2 separate regions of the Mus musculus genome follow, and region 1 is linked to region 2. The links are chromatin contacts, called in public HiChIP or PLAC-seq maps. All regions are on one chromosome and are shown on one strand. Each heading gives the region's core, a stretch centred on a gene start, on an enhancer-like site or on the middle of the called end of the contact. The rest is flanking DNA. Distances are from core to core; before and after follow the strand shown.

The links. HiChIP or PLAC-seq counts read pairs in DNA pulled down with a chosen protein or histone mark.
Region 1: a contact with region 2 is called in an H3K27ac HiChIP or PLAC-seq map of heart atrium, with 6 read pairs. The contact joins two enhancer-like sites. A contact is called at or near these places in 3 of 39 promoter capture datasets (embryonic stem cells, hippocampal neurons and stem cell-derived epiblast-like cells), 4 of 484 Hi-C or Micro-C datasets (embryonic stem cells and nephron progenitors) and 1 of 115 datasets of contacts at active chromatin or transcription factors (heart atrium).

Annotation. Positions count from the first base shown.
Region 1 is chr17:49,829,154-49,833,604 of GRCm38.p6, reverse strand. Kif6 (kinesin family member 6) reads right to left here. Exons shown (of 23, transcript NM_177052.3): 14 at 1,356-1,464. Among named protein-coding and RNA genes, the nearest start is that of Gm16555, 9.6 kb to the right of the region's middle. Within about 2 kb of position 2,939, at least 13 of the 459 cell types and tissues checked have an H3K27ac peak or open chromatin away from gene starts, as enhancers often do. A contact at or near this core is called in heart atrium, where this site is marked.
Region 2 is chr17:49,640,840-49,645,316 of GRCm38.p6, reverse strand. All of the region lies in intron 3 of Kif6 (kinesin family member 6), which reads right to left. Among named protein-coding and RNA genes, the nearest start is that of Kif6, 28 kb to the right of the region's middle. Within about 2 kb of position 2,001, at least 8 of the 459 cell types and tissues checked have an H3K27ac peak or open chromatin away from gene starts, as enhancers often do. A contact at or near this core is called in heart atrium, where this site is marked.

The DNA.
Region 1 (4,451 bases), core at 1,690-4,189, 190 kb before region 2:
GTGCTGGGATATGAAATCAGGCCTTCATGCTTAAGTAGGAATCACTGTTACCTGTGAGTCATCTGTCTACCCCCATTCCTAGGGTAGACTCTGGTGGATCTTTTTGTATGGAGGTTTCTGGTTTGGGGTAAATACACTTGTAAATTTTTGGACCTGTGTTCCTTCCTAGTTTTGCCTTTAAGATCTATGCTTGTTGATGTGCAAGCATCTAATCCATCACACCAACACTACATCCTAACCCATGGATTTTCTGTTATATTGCCTGTCGACTGCTTAACATGGGGACTGAGAGCACGTTTAACTATCCCCAGCTATAAGCAGTGCAGCCATGAAAGTTCTCCTATCTGCCCTGCTAGGTGCCCAGGTGGGATATTTACCCTCCAGGTACAATTGATAGGGTCACAAGGTGCACACACTTCTTGGGATTAAGAGGGTCTAGTCCACTCTCCAGAGTGCTGGACTTGTGTTGTGTTACTGGGCTCCTGATGAACTCTGAGATATGCTCCTGTTCCTGGGAAACAGCTTCCAGTCAGCTTTCTCATCCTTCCTTTGTAGTGGCTGTATTAAGCCTTCATCTCTCATCAAGTCTTTTATCCATGCCAGTCTCCATTTTAACCAATCGTATGGAGGACCTAAGAAGAGGCCAATTCCATTGTCTTCTATTGCTTCTTTTTTTTTTTTTTTTTTTTTGAGGCTTGAACCTGCAGCTCAGGCTGGACATCAAGCCCCAGAGAACTGCTCTTCTCTCTCTCTCTCTCTCTCTCTCTCTCTCTCTCTTCCTTTTCCATTGTTGGGACTATAGGGCATAGTGCTGGTAACTAGAACTCAGGTCCTCACACATGCACAGCAAGCACGTGACCCACTTAGCCGCAGGCCCCCAGCCACCCCCCCCCCCAGCTTGACTTATTTTCCCCTGGAGATTATGAAGGCACTTGTAAGAGTCCCAGGTTGCGCTGGGCAGTGGTGGCGCATGACTTTAATCCCAGCACTTGGGAGGCAGAGGCAGGCAGATTTCTGAGTTCGAGGCCAGCCTGGTCTACCGAGTGAGTTCCAGGACAGCCAGGGCTACACAGAGAAACCCTGCTTCGAGGGGAAAAAAAGTCCTAGGTTGCTGAGAATTAGATACAAGGGGAGCACTGTCCATAGAGCTACTGCCGTCAGTAGTAGACCCCTGATCTACAAGTGGGTCACAGTAGTACTGGGATGGGAAAGCTCAGGGTGCACACAGGGAAATGTGAGACCATGGAGACTTTAGATCTTTCCTGCAGACAGTAGGCTGACGACTCAGAAGGTCAGAGTCTCTGGACTGGCTTACCTGACCTGAGGGGACCAGCAACTCTCTGACTCCATCTTACCTCTGCTTCAGAACCTGTTTGTTGTCCTCGATGGTGACACTGTCAGCGTGGTCCCTCTTGAAAATCTCAAAAGCCTCCTGGCGTCCCAGTGACATCTCCTCTCTCATCCCTATTTAGAGACACAGGGGGGATGGCTTCAGTCACATCATTTTGGGACGCCATTAAGCTTATTGCCACTTTATTCAGACCACAGAGCTGACTCCGGGGCTCCCTCAAGCCTGTAGCAGAGAGGTGATGACAGACAGGTGGTGCCTGACCAGAGGCTGTGCCTGTGAATCCACGGGGACAGGGGGACAGGGATAGGGCTTGGAATGCCTGGTTAGAGGAAATGAGAAACAGGCCTCCAAGCACCACCCCTCCCCCTGATGCTGAGCACATCTGTGAATCTACTTCCTGGTGGCACAGTTCTTCCTGTTTCCCCCTTTATGCCCCATTTTAGGTTGTTAAACTTCTCTCTGAATTTCCAGACATTTAGTAGCATAAATTAGAACCCAGATTGGAAGCTACAGAATCCACAAAGTTCTGCTTTAGCGTCTAGCTTCTATTTAACCTTATGTAATTCAGACTTACGTCCTGTGGCCGGTGAGGAAGGTCTTGGTCCTTAACCAGGAGTTAGTTATACACTCCATTCCAAAGCCCATTGTGGGAGGTCCCCAGTTTATGTCCAATTTTCACACCCTAATTTGCCACTGCCACTTGTAGGCCAACCCTCATGGCTTGGCTCTGCTCTCAGGACAAATTCTGGAGCCCAGCCTCAGAAAGTAGGTCCTTTAGAGGAAAAGGGTAGCTTCTTGCCCCAGCTTCTCGACTAAGGAGCCTCCAGAGGGAATGCTCATTTCAGGTGTGTACGCGGGTCCTCTGGAGAACCTAGGTCGCAGCTAAGTTTTGGATAAATGTACAGACTTTTGTCTTTTGAGAGAGGATCTCTTGTAGCTCAGGCTGACTTCCATCCTTCTAGGATGACCATGAACTCCAGACCCTCCTGCCTTTATCCTCCCAAGCACTGGGCTTTGTGTTCCACCACAGTTGCTTTAGGCTGTGCTGAGAAAGGAACTCAGGACTTGGTATGTGCTAGACCAGAACTCCTGTGTTTAAAAAAAAAAAGTCTGCCATTTTCCTCCTTACCACATCCTGCCAGAGACTTCTTCTCTTCTACTATCCAATACCTCTGCTGATCTTTGAAAAAGTCAGTCCTAGCCACATAGAACACATCGTCCCTCCCCGGGCTTGTGTCTGGGACAGTCAGTCCAGCAGACACTGTCTCTGGGCATGACACTCCTTTCCAGGGAAACGCAGATTCCTCCAGGGCCACAGATTGTCATTTTATCGGACTCGCAAGTGTTTTGCTCAAGGTTTGCATTCAGAAGATACTCAACCTTTGTCTGTTAGTTTAAGTTCATGCGGGCGATGAGCCCATTCTGACTGTTGGAGGAACACAGCCCAAGGCTTTGGGGAACATGTTCTTAACGGCCTTCATGCACCCCCAGCTCATTTCCCTGGAAAGAACCCTGCTATCTCCCATTCTCAGATCGAGGAACTGGCCCAGCTCATCTGACACCAATTTCATGACTACTGTGGTAAAAATAGCACCACAAGGAATGTCTGAATGGCACTGAGGTGATGTACATGGCACCCCACCCTCTTTGGTCAGGGCTCATTTCTGCCTCTGTCTGTCCCCCACACTCCTGAATGTACTTGAGGCTCACTGAGGCCATGTCACAGGGTGTGCATCTTCCTAGAGAAGCCAAAGAAAGAGAGCCAAGGTAGGCATGTCCTAGGTCTCCTCTGTCCCCAGGCTATGCCCAATTGTAACACAATATGCTTTGTGCTGTACAGTTAGCTCCACAGAGAACACACTGGGTCTTTCGGTGGGACCTTAAGGCTGCCACCCTCAGAGGAGGCTTTCACTCCTCAGATTCTATCAGGACTGGGACAGAAGGAGAAACTCTATGGCCTGTCCACTTCTTCTGCAGCTCCTGCCTTATTTGTTATGAGAACAGTGCACACTCTTAGGGAAGTAAGTCTGGGAGAGGACTTGGAATCAGCTAGACAGGCTCCCATTGTTGATGGGAGAGATTGTGGGAACAGGAAGGACATGGAGAGCATGTCCTTAGAGAATTTAGAAGGTTCTGATATGAAACTTGGAGCCATCAGTGTAACATGGTGACTATGAGCCGCTGATTTTCAAAGACCAGATAATTGAGAAGATAAGAACACGCCCGTTCTCACCACCAGGATGATGGTGATGCTGCTCCTACTATGTGCTGGAGGAGAATGCACTCTGGAATTTGGGTGGTTTGACTGTGGTGACCAAGGCTAGGTGGACATTGGTGCAAACAGTCAAAACCTGGCAAGTAGCTTTCCAAGTCGTAAAGAGAACAGGGTCGCTGACCTCAGTGGCTTATCTGAAGGGGAAGCAGGCTCTGGATTCTGCAGAGACTTCGGAAGGCTGCTGCATGGAGTGTGCAACCAGAGGCCCATGCAGATGCCTGAGGGGTGGATGCTGTTGAGCAGCTGATGCCCGTGAGCCTCGTTTCCATCTAAGCCTTCCTCCTGGCTGCCCCTGCCCTTGTGCACAGACTACATCTATCTCTTTTCAGATTATACAGATACACTCAATTTGTAGTCATCCTTCAAAGTAAAGAACAACGTTACTCAGTTCATTTCTGCTTTGCTCTCTCTCTTTGAGTTTAGGAAATGAGCTCTTCCTCCTGTGAGCAGCCCTTGCCTTTAAACAGGCATTGTACACATAAGAAAGGGCACGGAGAGCAGCCTCTGCACTTGAGAGCTCACCATGTACAGACATTTATGTATTCCCTCCCTCCAGAGGTGTTTATTTATCGTTGGCACAGGGCTAGGCACACAACATAGATGTGAGATTGGACGGGTAGATTGAAGCTTTGATGGCTGTGTTTCAAGTGCTCAGAGTCCAGCCACGGAGAAAGAAAGATGAACGAATGATTGTACTGCAGCTTGCTGTACTACTGAGAGAGAAGCAGGACATGGTAACTGCTCTGAGAGTGGACTGTTGGGAGGTGAAAGCATCCTTCAGGATGGTGAGGTATCTGTATGGGGAGAGAGAGGTTCCACATCTAC
Region 2 (4,477 bases), core at 752-3,251:
AGAATGCACATAAGGTGAGGTTGGGCACTGACTAGATGCAGTAATATATATATATATGTATGTATATATATATATATATATATATATATATATATACATACATATATATATATATTGATCTAGACCACCCCCAGCCTTTGCTGCAGATTCTTCCATCCTGAACATCTTATGAGCAACAGAGACCTGCCACTCACCAGCATCCCCCAGTGGAAGGCTGGTCAGCCTTTGCTTGAGCCCTTCTCAGATGAGAAGGTATCCCCTCATCAAGCAGCCACAGTGCTTCTGTCCAGCTTAAATGGTCATTGGTTCCCTGTGCTCAGAGACACACATTTCCTGGCTATGTTCCCTGACTGCGTCTCTACAGTCTCTCCTCCAAAATAATTTTCCTCTGACTCTCTCCAATAAAAAAAAAAAAAAAAAAAAAAAAAAAAAACACACAAAGGTAACTGGGGAACCCTCTTCCATTATAATTGTAAGCAATATTCAAGCTTAGATTCAAAGTAGTAGAGTAGTGTCTCTGTGGCTGTATAGTGTTCAAGTCTCTGCTCAGTAATGGAAAATGAAATCTACTAGTTTGAAAGTGGCCTGGAGAGAAGCCCACATCGGAAACATCATTGAGACCTTTACTCAGAGGCTAAACTCTGAGCAATTTCTTTTTTTTTTTTTTTTAATTTTCCTTAATGGCTAAAAAGTTAACTTGAATCAATTCACTTTAAAAACAAATTATTCACCTTTTCATTTTCACTTAACACTTATGCAGACATTTGATCTTCGAGATAGAGGCTAAAATGTATTATCTTAATATTTCTTACCAGGAACGCTTTGATATTATAAGGTGGAAAAGCCCGCTCCAGGACAAACAAACAGATGAAAAAACTTAACAGAACAGCCCTCGCTAAATGACGCCAAGGTCACTTCTTAATGACTTCACAAAGCATTTACTTCTGCAGACACAAATCTACTCCTGTGGTTCCCTGCCTCCTCCCTGGCTCTGAGAAGAGGGCAGAAGTCGTTCCCTTACTCTTTGAATGCAGATGTTAAGCATCACCCCTGCATGTTAAATGGAGCACACACATGTGGATGTGCCCAGCCAGGGTGGACAGGCTCTCCTGGGAATACAGCAGCTCACCCACCCTTATGTTTCTGTGTCATACATCGTTGAGTTTGTCAACCACTTCCTTTACTCTGACATAATTTTTACCTCTCATATTTACCTCTGAAGTTGTTCCTTCTCCCCCTTATGCCCAGCTACTTTAAAAAAAATTCTAGCTTCAACAACAGGCTCTGGAAATCCTTCTACAGCTTAGCTAACCTCTGACCACAGACTACTTTCCCCGCCTCTCTCAAACAAGATGCCAGAAGGCACTGCTGCTGGGAATAGCGTGTGTGTCTAATCTTTGTGAGGTGTCAGAGGCATGATGGCACCTTGGATGGCACAGCTTGGCGCTTGAAGGTGTTGGTGCAGCCCAGTCATGTCCAAGGTCAGCAGGCGTGGTCCAGTTTGGATCTTGGTACCTGGACCTTCAGCATGCTTAGACTTGTAGATATAAACCAAGGGTGGCGCACACATGTTGTTTGCCTCTCTGAGCAGGCTAGGCAGGAGTAGGGATTACTTGCTCTTCTGGGGCTCTCCTGGAGAGGGTTCTTTAGTGGGGAAACCTACCCACAACCTCTAGTGAAATAGACAAACAAGTTGTCACTCATTGGAGACCTCTGAGGAGATCATAGGGCTCTGCCTCACAACATGACCATGTGTCACGATTTTACGAGTCTTCTGAGAAAGAGAAAACAGAAGCCCTGGACCCAGAGAGTGTTTGAGGAATATCCTAGCAGACATTCTCTACATCTCTAGAGTAATCATTTGATGGTATGGTTACCCCTTACCAGAACGTCAATTGGGATTGCACCACTTAAGTCAAGTACCTGGGTATGGCTGGCTCACAGACCCCACTCAGCTCTTACTGTCTGCCTCTGGCCCTCCCCAAACCAACCACATGAGGGTGCTGTGGTTGCCGCCTAGTTCAAACCTGAAATTCACATCTAGTCAGGCAGTTTGGGGAAGTGCCAACTGCAATCACGGGCGTGTTTTAATCTACGAAGTCGCTAATTTGATTTTTCCATTCCATGTGCGATGTGTTTCTGTCACATACTGAGCTTCGTGCTAATTGCTGTAGGACATCAATGCATAAAGACAAAAGCACGGGGCACAGATTAAACACCGAGAAAGCGTGGAGGAAGGGAAGATTGTAAGATCCATTGTAAGGTCCCTGGGTGTGCTCTGAGTGGGCTATACTGAGGGCTTACATGCTGAATACTCACAACAGAGGGCTCACATGCTAAAGACTCACAGCAGACACCATGGGCAATGGTCCCACACACAAGTGAAAGCAAACCCTGACTTACACAGCATAGCATCCAAAACAATCAGAGAGACCCTGCCTCAAAGCAAGGCAGGAGGAAGGGAGTGACTCCTGACCTGTGCAGGAGCTCTATGCCATACATAGGCCAACACACACACACACACACACACACACACACACACACACACACACACACATTTACAAGTCAGGAGCATGAGAGGATAATTGATTTAAAAGCTTACCCAAGTCTTAAACCATCATTTGGAAAGAGCAGAACTAATGTTAATATTAGGGGAACGGGTAGTATATAGTAAATAGGGGTTCATCCTATTCCTACATGGGAAAAGGTGAAGGCAAGCACTGGACATGGAACACGCAGTGAACGTGGCACCAGCGGGGGCGGGGGAGCCGGGAAATGTGTCACACAGAAAGCAACAAGCCTTCCTGATAAAGCTGGTAGCTGGCATTCCAAAGGGGGAAAAAATCAGCAGCCTGAATGCAAAGCTCACCCAGACCAAGCGCCTCTGTGAAGCCGGTCACATCATTACTTTGTATAATACAGGTTCAAAGACCCAGTTAGAGAAAAGTGAGACAGGATCTTGGAGCAGGTCAGGGACCCTGACCAAGATGGTCAGCAGAAAAAGGATCAGGCCAGAAAGGCTCCCACTGACACTAGATCCTGCACTGCTTCCCTTTGAAAGAGAGAATTCCGAGGAACATTGTAATTACAGGTAAAACTGTTAGAGCAAGGAAACCTGAAGTAACCACGCCCAGTCTCTCCAGCACTCGGTCACAAAGAAACTCTGAAATTTTAGGAATGCAAACTACCAGGAACTTATTAATGATTAATGACACAGAAAGGTGATAGAGAAATCAAGCCATGTATGGACTCTATGCACTTCTGAACTGTAGAAAGTCAAGTTTTGCGTTCAGCAGGAAAACAACCAGAGAGGAGGTCCTGAACGTTCTCTGGTCAAGGAGAAGCCAGCCCTAGCAAACACAGGAAAGAGAGTGCCAAGTGGCTGGCTTGTGGCTCACCTGAACATTTCTTCGACTGAGATGCTAGAAGCGCAAAGAGAGAGAGAGAGCGCTGGCTCCTCCGCATTCACTCCCCTGGTGTGGTTCACATGGAACTCGGGACACATACTTTCTTCAGAAGACGAGATGCCTAAACTGAATCGGATTGAGCTTGCAAGTTCGCTGGGGGAAAGCCCCAGGGACAGAGTGCTGAGATGCCATCGGGGCATCTCAACAGCAGTGATGGACACGCTGACGCTGTACGATGCTTTCAAAGACCAGTGGCTCCTGCTCAGTACTTTTACCAAGCAATTGTGGGCGAATCCAGAGAATATGCGCACCCCATAGGCAGACAACTCCATGCCACAAAGTAACACTGATATGCGAGGTAACCGACTCGGAATGTTTTTAAAGCTACAAGAAGGAACCACATCCAGCAACAAGATGAAACAATACAAAGTCCTACAGCGCATCACATTAGCACAGAATAGGAAATGGCAGACCCAGGCTCTTCCACCATGCCCGGCAGAAAGCCTGTGAGCATGCCCAGAAGCGCTCCTCTTCAAATCCACTTTCGGATTCTCCCTAACTGAGCTTTCTTTACTCGCATAATTAAATTTTCAGGCATGTAAGGAAACAGCGTAAAACAAAGAGGTAAATGAAAGGCAAAGTGGGGGAATTAAAAACAAAAAAAATCAGTCCACACTAAGGCCATTTTGAGTACTCGGCACAGGTACTTCAAAGCAATGCCAGAAGGCCCCCTGCCTACAAAGGACCGGTAAGATCAAAGCAGACTTCCTAAAAAGCTCATTGTAAAAGATGATATGGTGGAGTTTTTCAGAGGCTGAGAATCAGAGCCAAGCAAAGCTTCCATGCCTCGCTAATACAGACAGCCAGGAGATCAACATGGAGACTTCTCCACAGACAAGCCAGAAAGAGAAGGATGGCTTCAAGGAAATCAAATGGAGGGGCGAGAAGAGGCACTGGTGTAAAATCGGGAAAATCCAAAACAAACAAAACAGAAAGTCAGGAAAATCCAAACAAACTTTTTTTTTTTAATTATTACTTTTAATTTTGAGACATGATCTTGCTATGTAGCC